Regions from separate parts of the Mus musculus genome. Here region 1 is linked to region 2. Evidence: chromatin contacts called from public HiChIP or PLAC-seq data. All regions are on one chromosome and are shown on one strand. Each heading gives the region's core, a stretch centred on a gene start, on an enhancer-like site or on the middle of the called end of the contact. The rest is flanking DNA. Distances are from core to core; before and after follow the strand shown. Region 1 has its middle 43 kb from the start of Gm23013. Region 2 has its middle 71 kb from the start of Bmt2.

Evidence for each region. HiChIP or PLAC-seq counts read pairs in DNA pulled down with a chosen protein or histone mark.
Region 1: a contact with region 2 is called in an H3K27ac HiChIP or PLAC-seq map of embryonic stem cells, with 4 times the contacts expected there. The contact joins two enhancer-like sites. A contact is called at or near these places in 2 of 15 datasets of contacts at CTCF or cohesin (the NIH/3T3 cell line and pro-B cells), 26 of 484 Hi-C or Micro-C datasets (the 3T3-L1 cell line, 3T3-L1-derived adipocytes, the AtT-20 cell line and 14 more) and 3 of 115 datasets of contacts at active chromatin or transcription factors (embryonic stem cells and fibro-adipogenic progenitors).

The regions. Positions count from the first base shown.
Region 1 is chr6:14,496,900-14,502,722 of GRCm38.p6, reverse strand. No RefSeq gene overlaps it. Among named protein-coding and RNA genes, the nearest start is that of Gm23013, 43 kb to the right of the region's middle. Within about 2 kb of position 1,907, at least 8 of the 459 cell types and tissues checked have an H3K27ac peak or open chromatin away from gene starts, as enhancers often do. A contact at or near this core is called in embryonic stem cells, where this site is marked.
Region 2 is chr6:13,746,156-13,751,217 of GRCm38.p6, reverse strand. No RefSeq gene overlaps it. Among named protein-coding and RNA genes, the nearest start is that of Bmt2, 71 kb to the right of the region's middle. Within about 2 kb of position 3,132, at least 27 of the 459 cell types and tissues checked have an H3K27ac peak or open chromatin away from gene starts, as enhancers often do. A contact at or near this core is called in embryonic stem cells, where this site is marked.

The sequences.
Region 1 (5,823 bases), core at 658-3,157, 750 kb before region 2:
ATTTGTAAAATGGACATGTTGGTAATCCACTCATAGGTTTATTGTAAATGTTGTCTGAAGTGGATAATCCAAACAAATATCTAGTTTCCTACGCATAGGACCATTCCATAAATGTTAATGATTCTGTATTATAAAAAGTAAAACTCCTAATATTGTCATTCCTTCTCCTCGTAGAAGTTATCATGCAGCAGTTGAGGTAACAAAGTCATGTTTGAAGTAAAGGATGTGGTAGTGGTTGAGAAACATTATGAGTGTGACACTTGTTAAAACACTAGTGGTGTCTCAATCCATTTTTTTTTCTCTAGAACTATGCAAGTCTTATAAATGAAACAGAGGTTATACTTGGAAGACTAATCTCTTCTTACAGTGAATATATTTTGAAAAGCCTTCACAGTACTCCATTTTCACAGTTAACTCCTCAGTGAGCTTCAAAGGCTCTGAGTTGTTTCGATTTCAGAGGCTTAATTTATGGAGCAGAACTTGAACATCTTCCAGAGAGCCACAGTGAGGAAGACCTGCTGAAGGAGGTGTGGAGTAGAACAAAATTGCCTGTAGCAGACACTTCAAATAATGGAGAAGATAGAAAAGGCAAACATTAAATAGCACAAAAAGAACATCACTAATCAAACTCAGTATCCAGACCCTTAAACACACACAACTGAGTTACTTTGAGAGATGTATATCATTAAATAAAGGGTATGAAGGGAATACAGCTCACTGAAAAGCCTGCGCACAGCATGCATGAACCTCTGGGTACCAGAGCTAGCACCATAATCATTCAGTCAACTATCCACTGATAAATACAGAAGGCATCTTGCAAAAAATATCATTCATTGAAGAGAAGAAAAAAATTTTGTCATGTGTTGTATAATATGTTTGAAAATCTAAGACCCTCTTACTGGAATAAGATAGTAATAAAAGAATAAATTACATAGCCTCATTTCTAATATATATTTGAGAGTCAAACACATGGAACCAAATCATACCAGAGAGAAAGAAGAAATGGGGAATTACTGATGAGTAATTCAATTATGCACGTTGATATGTTATAAAAATATATTCTACTACTTTCAACCTAGAAATCTATTGTACAAGATAGTACCCAGTGTTTAAATTATTGTATTGTGGGCTTTAATTTTTTTAAAAAATGGAGGCTCATTACACTATTTTTTAAAAGACATTTTAAGAGTCATATGAGAGCTGGGTATGGTGGCACATGCCTTTAATCCCAGCACTCGGGAGGCAGAGACAGATAGATTTCTGAGTCGAGGCCAGCCTGGTCTTCAAAGTGAGTTTCAGGACAGCCAGGGCTATACAGGCTATAACCCTGTCTGGAAAAACAAAACAAAACAAAACAAACAAAACAAAACAAAACAAAACGAGTCATATGAGGCAAATGCAGTTGCTATCTTGCTGTATCTTGCTGAAAGTTTTCAAATCAAACTATAAGAAGATGAATTTGATAACAAGAAAATTTAGAAAAAAAGTATTACATAATAAATTTTATTACTTCATTTGATTTGTGATAATGGTATTATTAGATATTTTTTATGTTTTAAAAACTATTACTTTTTATTTTATAATATGTGCTTATATACATAATGTTCATGCAGAAGCTCACTGAGGCAGGAAGAGGGTGTGGTACCCACTAGGACTGGAGTTATAGCTGTTAGCTACCATGTGCATTCTAGGAACCAAACCAAACTTGAAAGAAAAACAAACTTATTAAATGCTGTGTTGATTTCTGTGGACCAAGTTGTCATCGCACAGATGTCACTGCAACCTGGTGCCATATTGATGTCTGAGGGATGCACAAAGCTAGGAAAACTCCTTGCCCTGACTGCACAGTAGAGCTGCCTGTGATGGACGGTATTCCTCCAGGGAGCCTGCCCCAAGGGCATGGGTATTAGACAGCTGGTCCTGTCCCTCTGCCTGAGCAGCACAGTAGTGCTAACCCTGGTGGCTGGGTTCAAGAGAGCTAGCCCCAACCATGTCCTGATTGGTGCAAGAGAACTGGCCTTGCTCTTCACCAGTTGCAGCATTTGGGAGATCAGGCCCCTCACTTCACCTGGGCATCTCTAAGATAAGAGTTGATCCTGGTGGTATGGGCACAGACAGACAGGCCCTAGGGCATGAGAACTGGGGAGCTGACCCTGGTGGAATTGATGTGGAAGAAATGACCCAGATGATACAGGTAGAGAACAACTGATGGACTGACCAACTCAACTACCACCCAGGCCCAGATCCAGGACTTTAAGTTTGTCCACCCCAACATCTATCTCATCTCTGAACTGCTGGAATACATGAAGGGGCTGGATATATAGAACCAAAACCTAAGGATCTCTATGACATGAGACAACAACAGGATATTCAAGAGAAGTCCTGGTAAGGATCCAGTATTGATAGTATTGATAGAAGCCAGAGGTCTCGAACCAGGTCAATAACTCATTACAATGAACATTGACAGGCAAAGTTGTTTGGGCAAAAATGTATACTGTGACACAGTGTAACACACTGCAGCTTCCAAGGTCAGACATGTTTTTGTAACCTTCCCCCAGCCTGAAGCAGGCTGAGCCACACCTTGACTTTGCTGCCACTAAGGAGATTACCTAGGGTGGAGCTTTCCTCCCTAGATCACTCTATTGTTCAGCCACTGTTGCTGTTCCTCTTCAAGATACTGCTACCTGCTGGGAGTCCTGGGAGCTATTCCTGAGACTACACCCTATCCTGCACATTGTCACCTGCAGCTGGGCTCCAAAATGAATTGGTGGGAATGAGACTCCCCCACTCCTTTATAAGCGCATTTGCCATTAAACTTTTAAGCCTTGGTCAGGAATAAATGGAACTTAGCTCCATTTTTCTCTTGACTGCCTAGTTCCCCTCTCTTTTCAGCCCCGGTTTGCCTCTCAGGTGAAACCCAGTTCATGTGAGCCGCAGGTCCGTTTCCAACATGTTTTGTTTTGTTTCAATTTTTGTTTTTATTTTCTTTTGCAGGTGAAGATGTAAGGGCAGAAGTCAGATATGGATAAATAGGGAAATCAGTTTAACTAGGGTGTATGATGAGAAAGTCACAAAGAATCGATATTTATTTTAAAACAGAAGTATAAGAACACATACTTTTAGTTCATGAAGGAAGGCTAAAAAAATGTCCCATGGTTTCAGAAGATTTATGCCATTCGCATAAGTACATTTGAATAAAAATATGGTAGCCAATAATCACATATGAGAATGTCAACTTAACCACATTAAAATTACAGCAAATAAAAAGACCAGTTGCTCAAAATTCTTAGCTATATTTTAAGTTATTTGTTCTTAGCACCTACTATGATAGGATTGGATAGGGAAAGACATGTCCATCACTATAGAAAGAGTAGTTGAATAACACCAATTTCAGTGCCCAGATCTACTCCAATCCCTGCAGACAATAATTGATACACACACAGGAAATTAACTATAGGTGTATGTCTTGTTTCTGGGTGCTTATTCTTATTCAGAAGATGAATAAGAAGGCTGTACTCTGAATGTCTAGTGAGCCAGAGTGAAACTAAAACTTCTGTACAATATTCCAACTAAGAGCAGGGCAGGGTATATACTGTTCTGTTCATATTACACATAATGTGTGTCAAAAGTCCTTCCTTCCTGTCACCTCTGCTCTCGGAAAAAAATTCTTTCTTTCTTTCTTTCTTTCTTTCTTTCTTTCTTTCTTTCTTTCTTTCTTTCTTACTTCCCTTTCTTTCTTTCTTTCTTTCTTTCTTTCTTTTAATGAAATCAAATATGTCTTAGGTAACAAATTCATTTATGTTTCAAGATTATAATCTATTATGTACTATATTTATGAGAATGTCTTGAATACCTACTTTTTAAAAATATTATCCCTGAAGCATGAAGCAGAGCAAGCTATCTGTGATCTGATAATCAGCCCAGCTGGTTCCATCCATAAACTTTGAGAAAAAGGGCTTTAAAGGCTTTAAATCATTTTAAGACAAAACTGAACTAAAATAAGTTTATTGATAAATTTATATTAATTCTAATGTATTTAATAACAATTTCTATAATGATACCATGAGCAATGAGTGTTTTCCCTTTTTATTTCATTTCAAAACTTGGTCTTTATCTCTGTCTCTGTCTCTATCTCTCTCTGTCTGCCTCTGTCTCTCTCTGTCTCCTTTTGTCTCTGTCTCTCTTTGTCTCTCTGTCTATTTCTATCTCTGTCTGTCTCTGTCTCCTTTCTCTCTCTCTCTCTCTCTCTCTCTCTCTCTCTCTCTCTCTCACACACACACACACACACACACACACACACACACACACAACTGTAAAACATCCTGAACTTAACAGGGGGGAACACATGCTGATTTCAAATATGGTGTACTTCTTATTTGGGAGGAAAAACAAATGAACATAGCCCTTGTTCCTTGATCCCAGAACGATGTATGCCATACAAGTTCCTGCCCCCATTTTCTGTCTCATTAAGTGCAACTGGAACTCACAGTCCCATGTCAGTTGAGAACATCCATTTCATCAGAACAGAACAGACAGGATGTCAGTTTTCTTAGCCGGATTTTAGTTCTGACATGTTTATCTGGAAAGCTACTAATTACATTTTCATGTTGTACATTTCTTATCGCTTCAGACTTTAATCCATTAAAGAAAAAAAAAAGCACACATAGAAGAAAGAAAAGGAAAACAAAACCTGAGTAAATGATCCCTTATTCTCTATTCTCCTTTCACTGTGGAAGTAGGTAGACATTAATCAGTAAGCAGACATTGACTATTTTCAAAATCTCTTAAAGACATTCCAGATTCCTAAAACTGTGACTTAATGACCACAAAGTAGCAAATAAATAACTCATTCAATAGTATGTGCCCCCCCCCTGTAGCTTTGCTAATCATAGCTCACAGTGAACCTATAAAATCATTTGTATCTGTCAGAAGCCATACGTGTATTGGTGTTAATTCAGCAGGAATCACACACCACTCCAGGTCATCTAATTGTCACGTCTATCTTCATTCATGCCAGTTTCATGATTCCATATGCAATGTCATGTCTTCCTGAAATCATTTATTTAAAAAATTTACCTGGTTTTCCCATTGTGAGTAATTGAAACTTTTACAATGACCAATAGTAAATTTGGAGCATTTTTCCCTAGTCCTGTGTCCTGTCCTGTTGCTTTATAGGTTTTGAACTTTTACTTCACCAGTCTATTTTAGTGACTAAGACACAGCAGTACATTTGAAACTGAGTAATATGGTGGCTCAAGCTATGCTATTTTTGCTCTGAACTGCTTTCTCTACTTGGACATCTTTTTGTTGTTGCTGTTGTTTTGTTTTGTTTCACATAAATTTATTTATTATACATTTATTCAAATGAGTCAAGTTGTTTATTTTACTTTTTAGTTTATTATGTGTCTTGAGACAGGACTTCTCTGTGTAAATCCAACTGTGCTAGCACTCTCTATATAGAGCAGGCTGACCTAGAACTCAGAGAATTCTTTAATCGAAAATGCTAACATTAAAGGCGTGGCTACCATTCCCTGCTCTAATGAGGCAATTTATTAACCAGCATCCCCTGTTCTAACACTCCGCGTGAATATAAGGACATTATTTTCATGTTTGTAAAATATGAGCTTATAATTTTATTAATTATTAAATTTGAACAGTAGGTCCCTCTCTATGATACAATTTTTGAAAACAGGAAATATTTTCATTTATGAACATAGTAACTTTCTAATATTTGTGCTTTTTTCTTCAATTTTTCATCCTTTAAAAATATCTTTGGGATGCAGGTCTTTAACTTCCTTAATTGTACTTCTGAAGTAAGAAAAA
Region 2 (5,062 bases), core at 1,883-4,382:
TCTGGGTGTCAAAGATGACTCTAATTTATCTGACAATCCCATAAAATGAAGTGATAATTATCTTGACATCTTCAATTACCAAATCCTTTTAAGAACTTATTCAAATATGTTATTCATTCCAAAACTTGGAACATCTGCAGAGAAAGCCATTTCAACAACAAAAGATTTCTACAGGCTTACTATGCAAGCTGTAAGGTAGAAGAGTGAATGAGTGTGAACACACACGATCTCACAACAAAAGCTAAAATATTTATTAAAAGGTAACCATAAAATGTTCAAACGCCATCGAATGCAGGTCCAGTGCATTTGAGACTTCAGGTAGAATCAGGATGGACCTTCGGCAAAGCTAAACCAGGACTAAGTCTTTCTGTACTGCAGGATACCCATCAGAAATGATGTGAAACAATGAATTCCCAACAACAAGGCAAGTTCAAAACAGCTGCTGGATCAAGAGGACTGACTGTAGGACTGTTCTTCAAGTCACTGCACAAATTTAAAATCACAGAGTTTCTTTCTTTCTTTTTTCTTTTCTTTTTTTTTTTACTTCTACAAATACAGAACTGAAAAACAATAAACTACATTTAAAAAAACAGTAGAATCACATGTAAACTTAGAATCATTATACTGAAAACATTTTTCACATGGTATAAAAATCAACATTCTCAGTTAATTTCTAACCTTCACTTAAAGGACTTTTCTAAGGCATACACCTAATTCCACATAATATTCGTTAGTTTATTATTTTCTCATTATGGTATATTGAGCTGACTCCACTTCCTGCAACACACACACACACACAAATGTGCACACATGTGCACTAATACATTAACTATACAAATATAACTATTCAGTGTGGTATATACATACTGCAATCACTAAGCAAATGAAAGTAAACACCTCTTCCCTGGTTTGCATTTCACTCAAATTTGCATTTGGAGTCTTTGAGCTTTTCTCATCCAGGTATTCATAATATACAGTAAGTTATTACAAACAATAAGCTTCTCACTGTGCTACTAAACACCAGGACTTGTTCCCTCTCCACAACTGTGTAGAGAAATACTTACCAACCCCTTAGTGGACCCCTCCCACACACTAATCACTACCAAACACTCTTGTTGCCTTTTATTTTAGCTTCCATATATGAACAAGTGGGATCCATGACTGTCTGTGTCTGGCTTATTATAGTTATAGTACATACTGCTACAAATGACAAGGTTCCTTAAGGTTGACTAATACAGTATTGTTTATCTATATACACATTATCCTTATTCATTGACTGAGAGTGATGTGTTTATAAAAAGATAAAGAGGTGGGGGGATATGTTCTATGGGGCTGTGGTGAGGTGAGGGGGAGGGGTGCCTCAGCGGGACCATGCCAAGACATCCTTTCCCCCTGAGGGACCAGCCAAAAGATGGTATAGTAAGTATAGTATAGAGCTTATTCAGGGCATAGGGAGAGGAGTTAAAAGGGTAGTAGAGGCAGAGAGAGGTAGAGAGAGGGAGAGAGTAGAGAAGTAGAAGCTGGCCAGGATCACATGGAGAGAGGGGGAAGGGAATGGGGAAAGGAGGCAGGAAGGGAAGAGCCCACGAGGGCAAGAGAGGATCAAGAGGGAAGAAAGAGTAAGAAAGCAAGAGAAAGAGGAGGGGGACAAGCAGTCCCTTTTATAGTGGGCCAGGCCTACCTGACTGATGCCAGGTAATTTGTAGGGAGGAGCACACCTGGCTGTTGCCAGGTAACTGTGGGGTGGAGTTTAGACAGAACGCTAACCGCAGCCTTCCCCCTGAGGGACCAGCCATATGGCGGGTAGTATAGAATAGAGTTTATTAAGATCATGGAGAGGGGAGTTAAGAGGGTAGTAGAGGCAGAGAGAGGCAGAGAGAGAGGGAGGGAGGGAGGGAAGGAGGGAGAGAGAGAGAGAGAGAGAGAGAGAGAGAGAGAGAGAGAGAGAGAGAGAGGAGAAATAAAGGAGTAGAGGCCGGCCATGAGCAGGTAGACAGAGGGGGTAAGGGAATGGGGAAAGGCAGGAACAGGAAGGGAAGAGCAAGGACAAGGGAGGAGCAAGAGAGCAAGGAGTGGGCAAGCAACTCCTTTTATAGTGAGTCAGGCACACGGGGGCTTAGACAGAATTCTAACAGAGGATCTAGTTAGATGTCATTTATTATTTATCAGGACTGGTGACAGAATAAAGGCAGGAGAGCAGCTTTCTTATTGCTATGCTGGCGCCATTTCCCCTGGATCTTTATTTATAAGTTTGATAACTACATCAAATTAGGCAGATCTATTTTTAACTTTTGAAGAGCCTCCAAACTGTTCCCCAGGCCTGGACTAATTTACACTAGTTAATCTCCTCCCTAGCCTTTGTTGCTAATAGCCATTCTAACTGGGGAGGGGCTAATGCATATTTCGTTAGTAGCTAGAAACAGCAGACTCTTCTTACCTATGTTTGTTAGCCATTTGTAGTTTTCTGAAGACATGTCAGTTCAGAACAATCCTCTATTTTACTTGGTTTTTAATTGTGGTTGTTAAGGTCTTTTATTTTCCCCAACCAAAAATTTTTTTTGGATCTTACTGGCTTTCTTTTCAATAAATAAATAAATAAATAAATAAATAAGGTCTTTTATTTTCCCCAACCAAATTTTTTTTGGATCTTACTGGCTTTCTTTTCAATAAATAAATAAATAAATAAAAAAATATGTGAAAACCACCCAGTTACTTATGCCAGATGATTTAGGATTTAAGTGAACAAACTATTGTCCATAAGAAATAGGTGTTACATTTAAAATAAGCCTAGATCTCAATCAGAATCAAAATAGGATGCCTTTATTTTAATAAAAAAAGCAATAAGCTAATGCATGTTAAGTTAGCCTGCCAAGCTCTAGTGTATAAAGGTAGATAACAAAGGCAGTTTACTGCTCAGAACAATAGCACTAGTCTGGAAGAGTATTTGCATTTGAACTCAACGCCCCAGTTCCCATAGAGTTGTTAAGGAGAGTAGCCTGTGGGTGCCCACCCCCAGCTTTGGTGGACACCATCTCTATTTTCCAGCGCTATCAGCGGCTCTGACTGCCTTCCCGAGGGCAACAATGTATCTTCCAAATCTGCACGCGCTCTCTCTCTCTCTAAGCTCCTTGAAAAGATAAGGAACAAAGCACACTCTGTGCGATGGGTGTACCACATACAGAACTGCAGGAGCTCTGCAGAGGATTGTGGGCCTAAAATAAAGCAGCAATTTCTAGGAGAGCTTGGCGGAAGAGTGAGAAGCCCTCCTGGTGACTTCCCAGCGCTGACAGAAAAGAACCTCTTCACCCTCAGGCTGATTAAAAAAAAAAAATGTGTGTAAGCTCTTCTTGTTACTAAAATGCCTCCTCTAAGTCCTCCATTTTTTCTTTCCCAATCCCTCAGTTTCCCAGAACACATTGTAGTTAAGGTCTGGCCATCCTGAGTCCAGATTTGAAATTCAATTGTCTACAAAACAATTTATATAGTAGCAATCAGATTCCCAGGCTATTCCTCTTGGTGCCTCCAAACTCAGTCTCCCTGAAGGCCCTCTTACCCCATAATGTATCTGATTTAGAGAACATTCCATTTCAACTGCATTGCGAATTAAATAACTTTGGCGGGCTAGATGGAGACCATACCACCATTTATGAGGTCTCTGGGGTGAGGAAAATGTGGTTTTATTAATGAATGCATTTAACAAATGTCTTTCTGGACCATGCCTTTTATTAGATTACATTTTTTTTTAATTTAGTAATCCAGTTTCTAGAATGTTATTGGAGGAAGTTTACTTTTGCAACTGTCTGTGAAACATGCCATTATTTTCTATGGCTGCAAAGACAGTATCCGGAGCCAAAAGCCTGGGGAAAAAATAAGCCCAATTTCTAGTGGGGGATTAACATTAAGGGCGAATGTGCCAACATGCTCTGTCCACTTATCATGTATCATCTCCCAAGAGAAGTATGATGTCCAAGAAACAGATTGTCAAAGTAAAAAATAAATAAAAATTTTTAAAAATTAATGACATTTCACAAAACTCCTGCAAAAATAGCAGTGTGTGATGTGCCAGGAAGCCCAGGGAACAATCTCTCGTTGGAAGAGCTGTACCCTTGGGAAGCTTTGCTGAGTATTCTTAGTTTCGTTTCATATTCTGCTCTGTTCCAGGGCCCTTGCTATGCAATAAGATATTTCCATTTGTCATCAAAATGTTCTCTGGGATCTTTTGCTTTCCAGTTTGCTTTTGCTTAATTCCACCCTATTACACACAGCTAAAAAAGAAATTGACTATGTATTTTCATATCTGCATTCCCATTTAGAACATATTGAGCATCTTTATATGTCTTCTGATGACTTATTCTTTGGGGATTTATGCTTTCTTCTGATTGAAGATTATCCAGTTACTTATATTTTCCCATATGGAGAGACAGAAGCAAACTAGCAGAGCTTCGTGTGATCTTTCGGGTTGTGGGAGGGGCCACTGCCATTTCTGTATTCTAACAGATTGCTAACATTTTTTTGCTTATGAAAGTGACAACTTTTTGTACCGTTGCCACCTCTGGCTGTCCTTCATACTTTCTCTGTCTTTAGGATTTTATTATCTCGTGATCTTGGGAAAGGAAATTTCTTGGTTCTGATAGTGATTTCCCCCATCGCTTAATCTTTTTAAACTGTTTCTAATATTCCCACAGTGTGCTTTTAAATTATGAAATTGTGTTATCTTATAGTGCCAAGTTACCGAAGTTCTTGAAGATACTCTTGAATATTACAGAAAAGCTTGTATGAAATGGCTCCTCGTGCTGCACAAATCTAAATAAAAAGTATCTCAGTATAGCTCCCTCTGAAGTTTCTACTTTTACCGATATTATTGTTGTTTAAAAACAATTTTTAGAACACATGGATTAGCACCTAGAACCTACTGCTTTAGTTTAAAGAAACTCTTAGTAAATCCTCATCCTTCCAACTTAGAACTTAATTTACAAGTAGAGAAAACAGTTATGTAAGGTCTAGTGAGCAGTTTGATGACTTGACTGGAAGACTACCTAAGAGAAGGATAACCTGTGACATT